Regions from separate parts of the Anas platyrhynchos genome. Here region 2 is linked to region 1. A link is a contact called in public Hi-C data. All regions are on one chromosome and are shown on one strand. The core of a region is the stretch at or near the end of the contact, and the rest is flanking DNA. Distances in the headings are between cores, read along the strand shown.

Region 1 (5,433 bases), core at 205-2,704:
TGCAGCAATACAAAGAAAAACACATAAACAACTAAACAGAACCCTACGAGATTTCAGGCCCCTTTCTACTGACCAGGAGTACAGGAAGCTGGAAAACAGCACGTGGGAATTGAAACCAGGTGGCCTGCTTCTAGGAGGTACTGAGTGTTTGCAGTTTGTGGCAGGTTCAAAGGGGGCTGCAAATTCTCAGCACCTTTGAAAATCAGGCAGTAAGGCTTTCCACCTTACCCATAAATTAGTAAAAAATAATAATAAAAAAATTGTCCTCTGATTGCATTTGATCTTACTAATCAACTGCATCAACAAAACATGTAACTACTTAAACAAAACAAAGAGCAATGAAAAGTGCCATACTATAAATTACTAATATATCGTTACCCATTTCACCGTTAACTGGTAACTCAATTATTCGTTTAAAAAATAAAGTCAGTGCTGTAGTAAATCTTTGTTTCCTATAAATATGATTATAACACAAAAAAAAAGCCCACAAAAAACGAACAAACAAACACGGTGTTGTAAAAAGTTCAAAAACTTGGCTTGAAATTTGTCTGCTGGAAGAAGCAAAATCCTCTCTCTGCAGGTCGTTTTGACACCACGCAGCCCAAGGACAAACATCCAGCAAGTTAAAAAACAAAACCGAAAGTCGCAACAACATGTAACAAGGATAGAAAGTGCTGCATATAAACCCCTGATGCACCAAAGATTATAACCAGAGACGACAGATTTTTTTTTTCATATATATATATATATATATATATATTAATTTAAACTGGAGCATCCTCCAGCCATGAAAATAGCCATTTAAAAAATTTTCAAACTAGAACACAAAACATACCGGGTCCTTCGGATGCACGGGGCTATACATACAGACTCCATGATACAGCATTTCACATAAATGGATTACTATTATAACCTCCTTGCTGAGAAGGAGATCCCAAATGCTATTGTAGCAAACCTCCCTCAGCATTAGAGCTGAGCTGAAAAACTACTAGACACCACAAAGATGCATCATCTCTCAATAACCTAGCTGAGACTTCTCCACTAAGATGGCTGCGGCCAGCTGCTGCGCGTCCGTCACGTGGGGGTTCTTCTTCATGACGATCCTCACCAGGTCGGGGGGGAAGATGTTGCACAGGTTTATGTAAACCTTCTCCCTGGTGTCTTGGTGCCTCGGGGGGTCTTGAGGGATCCCGCAGTAGGGTACGCGCCAGGCCTGGTCCTGCTGTTCGGGCAGGCTTTGGAAGGCAAACTGCTCGTAGCAGGGCTGCGTGGGGTTGCTGGGCAAGGAGTAGGTCTGGCGGTAGCTGTAGGCATCGACCCCGTAGCTCTGCCTGTCCCAGCTTCCAAGCCCGTCTTGGGCAGCGAAAGGCTTCCTGTGTCTCAGTGGAGAGCTGTCGTACAAACGCGAGTCCGAAATGCTGTCGATTCGGGTGGACACGAGGGCTCTCCCCAGGTGCACGGCCTTGGAGTGCGGCGAGCTCTGCGAGGCCGGGTAGTCGCTGGGGCAGCTGGAGCGAGCACCCACCACGGGGTGCTGCAGGTGCACAGCCAGGTACGGGATGGGAGGTTTGTGGTGGTGCTTTGGTTCTTCGTGGCTGTAGCTCTGCACTCGGGCTAGAGGCTCGTGGTAGCTCTGCAAGAAGGGCTGGGAGTTAAGGCGGCCGTGGGGGTGCATGTGCTGGCACTTCAGGTTCTCCTCCAGCTGCGGGTCGGGCGAACTCATGTAGGAGCGGTCGCTGTACCCCACGTAGGAGTCGCTGCTGCCACAACTAACGCTCCCCTCGCTGCTGCAGTCAGAAGCCACGGAGCTGATCCTGTAATCTGTGTCCAAGGAGAAGCGCCTCTCGGGACTCCGTGGACCAGATATACTCAGATTTGAATACGCATTCAGCATGGAGTAGTACCCTACGTCCACGGGAGACTCACATTTTGGATACTGGTCGTAAGGCATTGGCGTTCCGTGATTTTTGGTTGCCATCATCACCGTAGGAGGATATTGTCCCTGTGGTCGTTGATCCTGAGGTGGGAAATGAACTCCGGATGGAAGGCCGTTGGTTAAAGGTGCAGTGCTTTGGGGTTTTGCAGCAGAGGAACTTGGTATGCTAACTAAGGAAGGTACAGACCTGGTTTCCAATTTGTTTTTGGTGGGAAGCTTTTCCTCCAAGTCTTGGTAGACTTGAGTCCTTATACTAGGATCTGACTGCCTCTTCGGAGCGGCACGCTTAAGCTCAGAAGTGCCATCATTCTTAGTACTACAGGGAACACTATTGCTTTTTACCAGTCCTCCTTCACTTGTAGTTTTGGCAGCTGTGCTTCGAGACATGGCACGAAGCTCATCAGCTACAGATCGCTGAGGCTGATTTCCTCTTTCTGGGTGATAGTATTTGCACTTGTGTCCATAGGTACATTTCTTCCCTGTTAACACAAACATAATGAGATTAAAAACATGAAGCAAAATCCGTTAACTGTTAAACAATGAAAATGCCTCTCATTTAAAGTTTTGCTGACAATTTGAAAGATTGATCAGAGCACCTCTTCTATAAAGACAGACAGAGGGAGTTGGGCTGTTCAGCCTGGAGAAGAGAAGGCTCCAGGGAGACCTTACAGCAGCCTGCCAGTACCTATAAGGGGCCTGCAGAAAAGCTGGGGAGGGACTCTGTCAGAATGTGTAGTGATAGGACAAGGGGAATGGCTTTAAATTAAAAGAGGGGAGGTTTAGATTAGATATAAGTAAGAAATTCTTTGCTCAGCAGGTGGTGAGGCCCTGGCACAGGCTGCCCAGAGAAGCTGTGGATGCCCCATCCCTGGAGGTGCTCAAGGCCAGGCTGGATGGGGCTTTGGGCAACCTGGGCTGGTGGCAGGTGTCCCTGCCTATGGCAGGGGGGTGGAATTTGATGATCTTTAAGGTCCCTTCCAACCCAAACCTTTCTATGTTTCTAAAAAGATCTTGCAAATGGTTTTGTGTGACACGGTGAGATCTAGGATCTCCTTTCCTGTATTGTCAGTAAAAGAGGCAATGGTAATGTGCTGAAGCAACTGCTCTAGGAACACAGACCAACACCACCTTCAGCTTTTTGAGCTGAACATGATGCCATCTGTGTGTATGCACACACTTGCTGTATTGTGCTAAGGAGATACAAAAGTGGGAAACTTAACATGAAAATCGTAGTCATAAGAGCAGCAAAGTCAAGATGCCGGTGTGCCTGTAAGGAAGGTGAGTAGCTAAACGTCAGGCAGCTTGATCCATTTTCTGGCAGAAAACTTGGATGTGCTATAGACAAAGCATGTTACAAAATGGTTTTCTGGAGACTGAATAATTTAGGTGGTGTTTTGGATCTCTTCCTACCAATGATTAATGAAATTACTCCTTTAGTTCAACTGGTACACAGAAATGTTCTTTAGCTAGCACATGAAAAAAAAATCGCTTTGGTCTCCACTAACTCCAGTGCTCAGCTTTTCAAACATTCTCAGGCTAAGACAGTAATGTAAGAACTTCTGTTTAAAAGTTTTATTTTTGGCAGTGTTAAAGTAAAGCAGGAGTTCAGTCCTGAGACCCAGCAGTACAGAAAGCTCATGGATAGAAGAACAAATTACCATATGGACAAGGTTGCTTCTTATGTTCTGGCACAATAGGCTTCTTCCTAAGAAAATTGTCCAGACTTGGGCCATGGCGGCCAAGAGGATCATCAGGAGGCATAAATCTATAAGGCAACAAAGAAGTGTTACGGAAGCAAATGCCTTTTTATATTCCTCATGCAATGACCAAGAACCTCATGACTGCGTCCCACGCCGTAAGCTGCCATGCTATCATCTTTAAGCCTGGGTACTTTCAGAGCTGCTTTGAAATCAGCTGCAGCTCTTGACATCCCTGTCCTGCAGTGATGCAAGGCCACCTTTCTGCTGCAGGTACTACCTGAGAGACCGGTCATACAAACAGACTGTGTGGACACCCCTCGTTGGCTTCAGGCAGCTCTAGTCTGGCCCAGCTGACTGCTCTGCAGCAGGGCAGGGCTGCTCACAACCCATTCCTAAACCAGTGGGAGGGCAGCAATTTCCTAAAACACCACAACTAGATTTGCAAAACTGTGTGGATTGAAGTCTTTTGACTTTGTCAAAGTCAAAAGAGTGTCAAAGTCTTTTTCATCATTACTGAGGCACTCAACTACAAGTGTCTGCTTGGCAGAGTACTGAGACCTTCCCACTACAAGAAGACATCAGTATTAATTGCAAGTGACACTTAGGCATTTACAAGAATTTACAAGAATTTACAAGAGATGGATCAAGGTAGATGGTTCAGCTAGAGACCTCCTGAGGTCCATTCCCATGTGGGTCATTCTATGACTTTATGATTTAGGGGTCTAACCATAGGCACCCCAAAATTCTGGCTCAGTACATCAAGAAAATTGGAATACAATACTGTAACATATGTACAATATAGCATATACATTGGCATACACCAGAAGCAGCAAATGATTTTACAATATAAAGATATAAACATATTGCCATAAAAAAGTCTGGCAAAAATAAACAAGCTCAAGTATTTTTTATTGAGAATACCAAATCTATGACAAACTATTCCTTCTATTTTCCTGCATGTACTTAGTGATTAGGGTAGAAGATAAAAAATCCATACATGTCTTCAAACTGTCCTTTCCTCAGTTATTTTACTTACGAGGATAGAATGACTTACTTGTCATTAACAAATGAATACATCAGCAAGCGTTCATCTATGAACTTCTTCCATTCGGGCTTCTCATTAGCTAGATCCCTGTAGTTGTCATTAGAAACAATGATGCCATCTGACTCGAAGGCCAGCTTCACTATGAATCGGTCATCGTAGCATACCACCCTTCTCCCTTGTACTCGGCGGGACGGTGTGAACACAAGAATCTTCTCTTTTTCTAATTTACGCAAGATCTCTTGATCTACAAGGAATACGAATTAAAGGTCAAAAAATAAAAACAAAGTAAAGTTGTTTGTTTCACCTCTGAAGACATTAGATTTTAGGAAGAAAACCCAAGCATTTTGGAGTAACCATGTCTTAAAAGGCGACAGCCCTGCAGAAGATGTCTGATGTGTGATACTTGAAGTTACAGGCAGCAGCCAACCAGCAACACTTTCAAAACCAAACCAAAGCAAATGAAAACCTTCCGCTACCCAGCATTTCTCTAAGAGCAACACAGGGGACCTTGTTCACTTCGCTGTGGTTAAAAGAAACACTGCTTACCAAAACTCGTGTGAAAAACTCCCCTGCTTGAGGGAAAAAAAGTCTTAAATCTTACTCAATGTCAGTGATTAGGAAGATTTACCCAACTTACAGCCAAAGGTTTTCCGTAACTGAGCTCTGTGGTAATGATACAACTCTTCCATCCTGTTGTGGTACCCCGCCAGCAAGAAACATCTTTTGCAACAACGTCAATAGCTTAAATAAAT
Region 2 (5,098 bases), core at 1,353-3,852, 77 kb after region 1:
AAACTCATCTGGAGAAGGTAGAAAAAATTGTAGTGTTTTCAGACCAACACAATATTATAAGGGCAACTTAGCTTCATCTAAAACTAGCTTAGCTTAAATGTAGCGGGTTGTTGTTTAAGTTCACATGCACAATGCTTGCGTTGTTCTCATTCGCTCTGTTTGGAAATCACTCCAGCTAAATCAGCGCAACCCCTGGTGTGATATAATGAGGTCTCTCTGCAGATAAGCTACACTGATATAAAGAAGCTATACAAAAATGGTCAATGCAGCATAAAACTGTCTGTAAACAAGCTTTAAGGCACAGAAGATTAAGATGGACCACTTGGGGATTTGCACTAGTTTAATTAATTTGGTTTGTTAACTGAACTCCATTAAATTAGAGAAAGCTTTGGTTTTAGACAAAGCCTTGAGCCTGTTCTTCCACTCAGACCTGTCTGCAGCACTGGGTGAATGGCTTTGGGTGAATGCTTCATTTGCAATAATGTGATGCTGGTCACCACCAGGCTACCCCTACGTATGGCCCAATTTGCCAAATGGTTTTCTTGAAAAGCTGTTTCAGGGGATAAAGACAAGGTGGTCTCTGAGATCACTAGCTCTAGCACCACACGGGGTGTGTAAGACCTATTTTCACTTCACAGTAAGTGAAGCGGTATCTCCTTGGCTGAGCAGAAAGAGTTCTTCCTCCAAGTGCGAAAGGAGTGGGAAAAGCCAAAGAAACACATTGCTGAAGTCAGGGAACACAACTTGGTCAACACCCATTTTGGAGACCATGCTAGCTGCGTGACCATGCCTTGTGCGGACAACAGCTATGCCAACTTCTCCTTAGAAAGAGGGTGATAGTATAATATGGACCAGAACTGCCAAAAAAAGATTTTCTCTAGAAGCTAATGTAAAGGTCTGATATGGAGAGAAAACATAATTTTCAGACTAATTGTCACTGTGTTTCCGTGGCTGTGTTCTTGTGGCATGTTAAAAAACAAACACACAAACAAACAAACAAACAAACTAAAAAACAAAAACAAAAACAAAAACAAGCAAACAAATGACAGTCTGAGAGTTTTGGGCAGCAGGGTAAGTGGGACTGGTGTCATGGTACGGGCCACACAGCAGTACTTCTGTGATTACCACATGGAACCATATAAATTTAATGCAATGTGATTAAGCTTTGTGTGAATGGAACATATTTTCCCAGTTTGCCAAACATGAGCAAAAAGAAATAACCTGATGAGTAATTTCCAAGGAAATGCTGCTGTGTGCAAGGCCCTTAATTCCTGCTCTGGGAGATTTCGCTGGCAGTGATGACAGTGCTTCTTCTGAGGGTCTGGAAACACAACTGGAAAACCATTTATTTGGGGGATTTTTCATTTATTGCATCCCTCCCTCCCTGCTCTGAATATTTTTGTTCCAAAATGCTGCCTGAGGCGTGTTGTGCCTCACAGGAACTGCAATTTTGGTGTCTAGTCCTTACGTTTGCTTTTTCAGACAGTGGTCTCTGGCTAAGTGACACCTTCCCCAGGACGACACATCCCCTGGGATGCTGCGTGGTGGTGGCACGGCTGCTTGCTGCTGAGGAGGAAACACGATATACCATGGGAAACACAGCCCCTGAACAGCTGGGCTCCAGGGAGAAGGGAGCAGAGGGCTTTTATTTCATAGAACCACAGGCTGCCCAGGCGGCTTTTGGGGATCCCCAAGGAGGAGACCCCACAGCCTCTCTGGGCAGCCTGTGCCAGGGCTCCGTCACCCGCCCAGCACAGCAGTGCTGCCTGGTGCTCAGAGGGAGCCTCCTGGGTGCCCGGCTGTGCCCATGGCCTCTTGTCCTGGCACTGGGCACCACTGAGCAGAGCCTGGCTCCGGCCTCTGGGCACCCTGCCTTCAGGGATTTAGGGACACGGATGAGATCCCCCTGAGCCTCCTCTTCTCCAGGCTGAGCAGCCCCAGCTCTCCCAGCCTCTGCTCACAGCAGAGATGCTCCAGTGCCTTCATCATCCTGGTGGCCCTGTGCTGGGCTCTCTCCAGTGTGCCCAGGTCCCTCTGGTATTGGGGAGCCCAGAACCAGACCCAGCATTCCAGGTGTGGCCCCACCAGTGCTGCCTAGAGGGGAAGGATCACCTCCCTTGACCTGCTGGCAACACTTTGCTTAATGCAGCCCAGGATACCATCGGTTCTCTTTGCAACAAGGGCACATGGGTGGCACATGCCCATCTTGATGTCCACCAGGATGCCCAGGTCCTTTTCTGCGGAGCTGAACGCAGCGAGGACATGCTGCACCCTGGCATGCCCGTTGGGTGCCAAATGGGAAACATCCCACACGCTTGTGGCTCTGGGGTGCTGTGAGGAGGGGGTCAGGCCCTTCTCCTGCCCCAAACCCCACCTGCCCCTTGATTTCACGGCTTCAGGGGGCAGTGGGACAGGGTGCCAGGGGCCGGGTGTCTCCCTCGGGGGCACCCTGCGAGGGGCAGCGCCCGGCCGGGCGAGGAAACCCAGAAATTCTCCTCAAAAAATTTTCCTCAGAAATCCAGCGCCTTGCTGGGGACACCGCAGCCTCTCGCAGGGAAAGCTGCAGGGTTTCTCAGCTTTTAGGACGGCTCCTTCTAGCGGGCTGTGGGGGAATGGCTGGCAGCCCCCGAGCTGGCTCTGGGGCTGCGGGGCCTGGAGCCCAGCTGAGGCCCTCGGCAGCCTGCTGCTGGGCTGCCTCGGCCCCACAGCCTCAGGGAGAGGCGGGGATTTTAATCCAGAGTCCAAAATGGCATGGGACAATATTTGCACTTCTCCACAGTCATGCTTTTATTTTATTTTTATTTTTTATTTTTGGTCCTTGTAGTTTTCTAGTGCTACTCTTTGCTCTGCCCAAATTCAAGTCCTTTGTGCTCCGGTAGCTCCCCTAGTCCCAGGGGAGGAGAGGAGGAGGAGAGCAGAGGGGAAGGGGAAGAGGAAGGGAAAGGGGAAAAGGAAGGTGAAGAGGAAGGGGAAAGAGAAGTCAAAATTGCTGGGCAGTACCACTGTAGATGATGCTGACAGAAAGGAGAGAAAGAGCTGAAGTCCATGGGCCCGTGCAGTGCATCCTGCTGAGGTGTTCAGTGAGAAGTGGAATAGTAATTTTAGGGTCATGGGACAATACAGAGAACAGTAATTCACAGAAAAAAAAAAAAAAAAAAAAAAAAAAAAGTAAAAAAAAAAAATATGAGGATGGGGAAGAGAAAAAAAAATTTAAAAAAATAATAAAAAGGAAACCAAACTCTGAAGGCCCTGAGTCACCTAATGTTACATGCACCATCCCTGGAAGTCTTTAAAAGACGTTTAGATGTAGAGCTTAGGGATATGGTTTAGTGGGGACTGTTAGTGTTAGGTCAGAGGTTGGACTCGATGATCTTGAGGTCTCTTCCAACCTAGAAATTCTGTGATTCTGTGATTCTGTGAACTTGTCTCTGCTTTGAGTGGACATTGAACTACATGACCAGCAGAGGGCTGTTGCAGACTAAATCAGTGTGTGAATCTGATATGCTTCTACAGTTTTGCTCTATGTCTGTATTTTAAAACAAACAAAGAAAAAAAATCTCCTTTGGTGATGTGTAGTCTTTTGGGAATCGTGTTACTGGCATGAATCTCATAAAGCTGACCAGCTGCGTGTCTAAAGTACTGACACATCTGTCAGCAGCACTGGCACATCGCAAACATTACCAGTCATCTCTTCCTTGGAATTACAGGACTTTTTCTGGCAGCATTGGGAAAGAAAGGAAAGGCTACGCTGCAGTATCCGGCATTGCACAGGGACTGCATTGTTGAAACTATAATCTAGGAAGCAGAAAAATGTGCTTGCTGATCACAAAACTGAGCCCACGGGGGTGGAAATGAGACTTTTCAGATTTGAGGGAGAAGGACACGGTGGGTATTTCCCGGATCTGCAGAGTTGGTAGCAGCAGTGCTATTCCACACAAGCAAGACAAAGATCGAAAGATTTCCAGGCAGCAAGAAAGGCAGCAAGTGCATGTTCCAGGAATACTTACAGTGAGTAATAGTTGTATTTTGTAAGAAAAGCTGCAAGGTCAGATAGTGCCATCTATTAGCACAAGCAGCACACTGAGGAAAGGCTTAGTTAACTTTTGAAATCAGTCAGACTGGAGAGCATTAAGTGGGGTGACATTGCCTGACACCCCTCCCTGCTGGAAATGTGATCCTGCTGGTTGCTTTGTCCCCCTGGATGGGGCTCACTTGGGATTTCACATGTTTTTTTGAGGGTGCAGTGGCTGAAGCATGTTGCAAAGGTCAGGATGCCTGGCCCAGTGCTGCTGTCCTCCCCGTGCCTGCAGCAGGGTATGGCAGCAGTCCTTCCCCCCCACTTCACATGATTTGAAATAGATGCATGTGCTTTGGTTTACAGAGACATCAAAAAGAAGCACCATTGTGCTTTTTCTGCCTAACCCAGATATAGCTGCCTTCAGCATCACACAGCAGTGGCACTCCCTGCTCACAGAAACCGTATTTGCCCTTCATTGGTTTGAGCATTATCATTGCTTAGGGAACAATAGGAGGAACTTGGCAGAGATTCAGATTTTTGTGAGGGGGCAGCCAGTGCCTGTTCCCCAGCTCTGGGCAGGGTGCACTGCTGAACCAAGAGCTTGAAAAGAAACAAATTTACTGAATTAAAAAAAAAAAAAATCCCCCTAGAAGCAGAATAAAGCAAAGGATTTTTGCTCCCCTGTGCCTTCATATAACCACGAAGCAGAGTAATTTTGTGCAGTTGTGCTCTTCTTATTCTCCAGTCACCTGCTGAATATTTATTACTCTAGCATCTCCTGTGTCTTTCTGTCTGATCATAAACAGCTCAATACGAGTGATTTGAGCATTCATTGCTTTAAACTGAAACCAATAGTTACTGAAAGAAAGTGCTTATTGCACAAAAGTTCCCCAGATTTTCCAGATAAAAGGTGATTAAGGGACAGCTATAACTCAGGGACTCTGGATTATGATAATGACTACCTGCCTTGGGGAATGAGCCATAATTAATCACCTGCCTTGGAGTGATTTGGTTGTAGCTGGCACGTTTCAGCCAAGCTAGCTCCCCAGTGCAGGGCTCCTTTTCCTTCTGAGGGGGGAA

The links. Hi-C and Micro-C count contacts between places; a contact is called where the count stands out from the background.
Region 2: a Hi-C map of skeletal muscle shows a contact between it and region 1, with 1.7 times the contacts expected there. The contact joins two enhancer-like sites. A contact is called at or near these places in 2 of 8 Hi-C or Micro-C datasets (liver and skeletal muscle).

The regions. Positions count from the first base shown.
Region 1 is chr1:189,440,292-189,445,724 of IASCAAS_PekinDuck_T2T, forward strand. It overlaps ZC3H12C (zinc finger CCCH-type containing 12C), which reads right to left. Exons shown (of 6, transcript XM_005014577.6): 4 at 4,691-4,925; 5 at 3,595-3,701; 6 at 1-2,415. The coding sequence ends at 1,016. Among named protein-coding and RNA genes, the nearest start is that of ZC3H12C, 39 kb to the right of the region's middle. Within about 2 kb of position 1,455, at least 1 of the 8 cell types and tissues checked has an H3K27ac peak or open chromatin away from gene starts, as enhancers often do.
Region 2 is chr1:189,515,884-189,520,981 of IASCAAS_PekinDuck_T2T, forward strand. No RefSeq gene overlaps it. Among named protein-coding and RNA genes, the nearest start is that of ZC3H12C, 37 kb to the left of the region's middle. Within about 2 kb of position 2,603, at least 1 of the 8 cell types and tissues checked has an H3K27ac peak or open chromatin away from gene starts, as enhancers often do.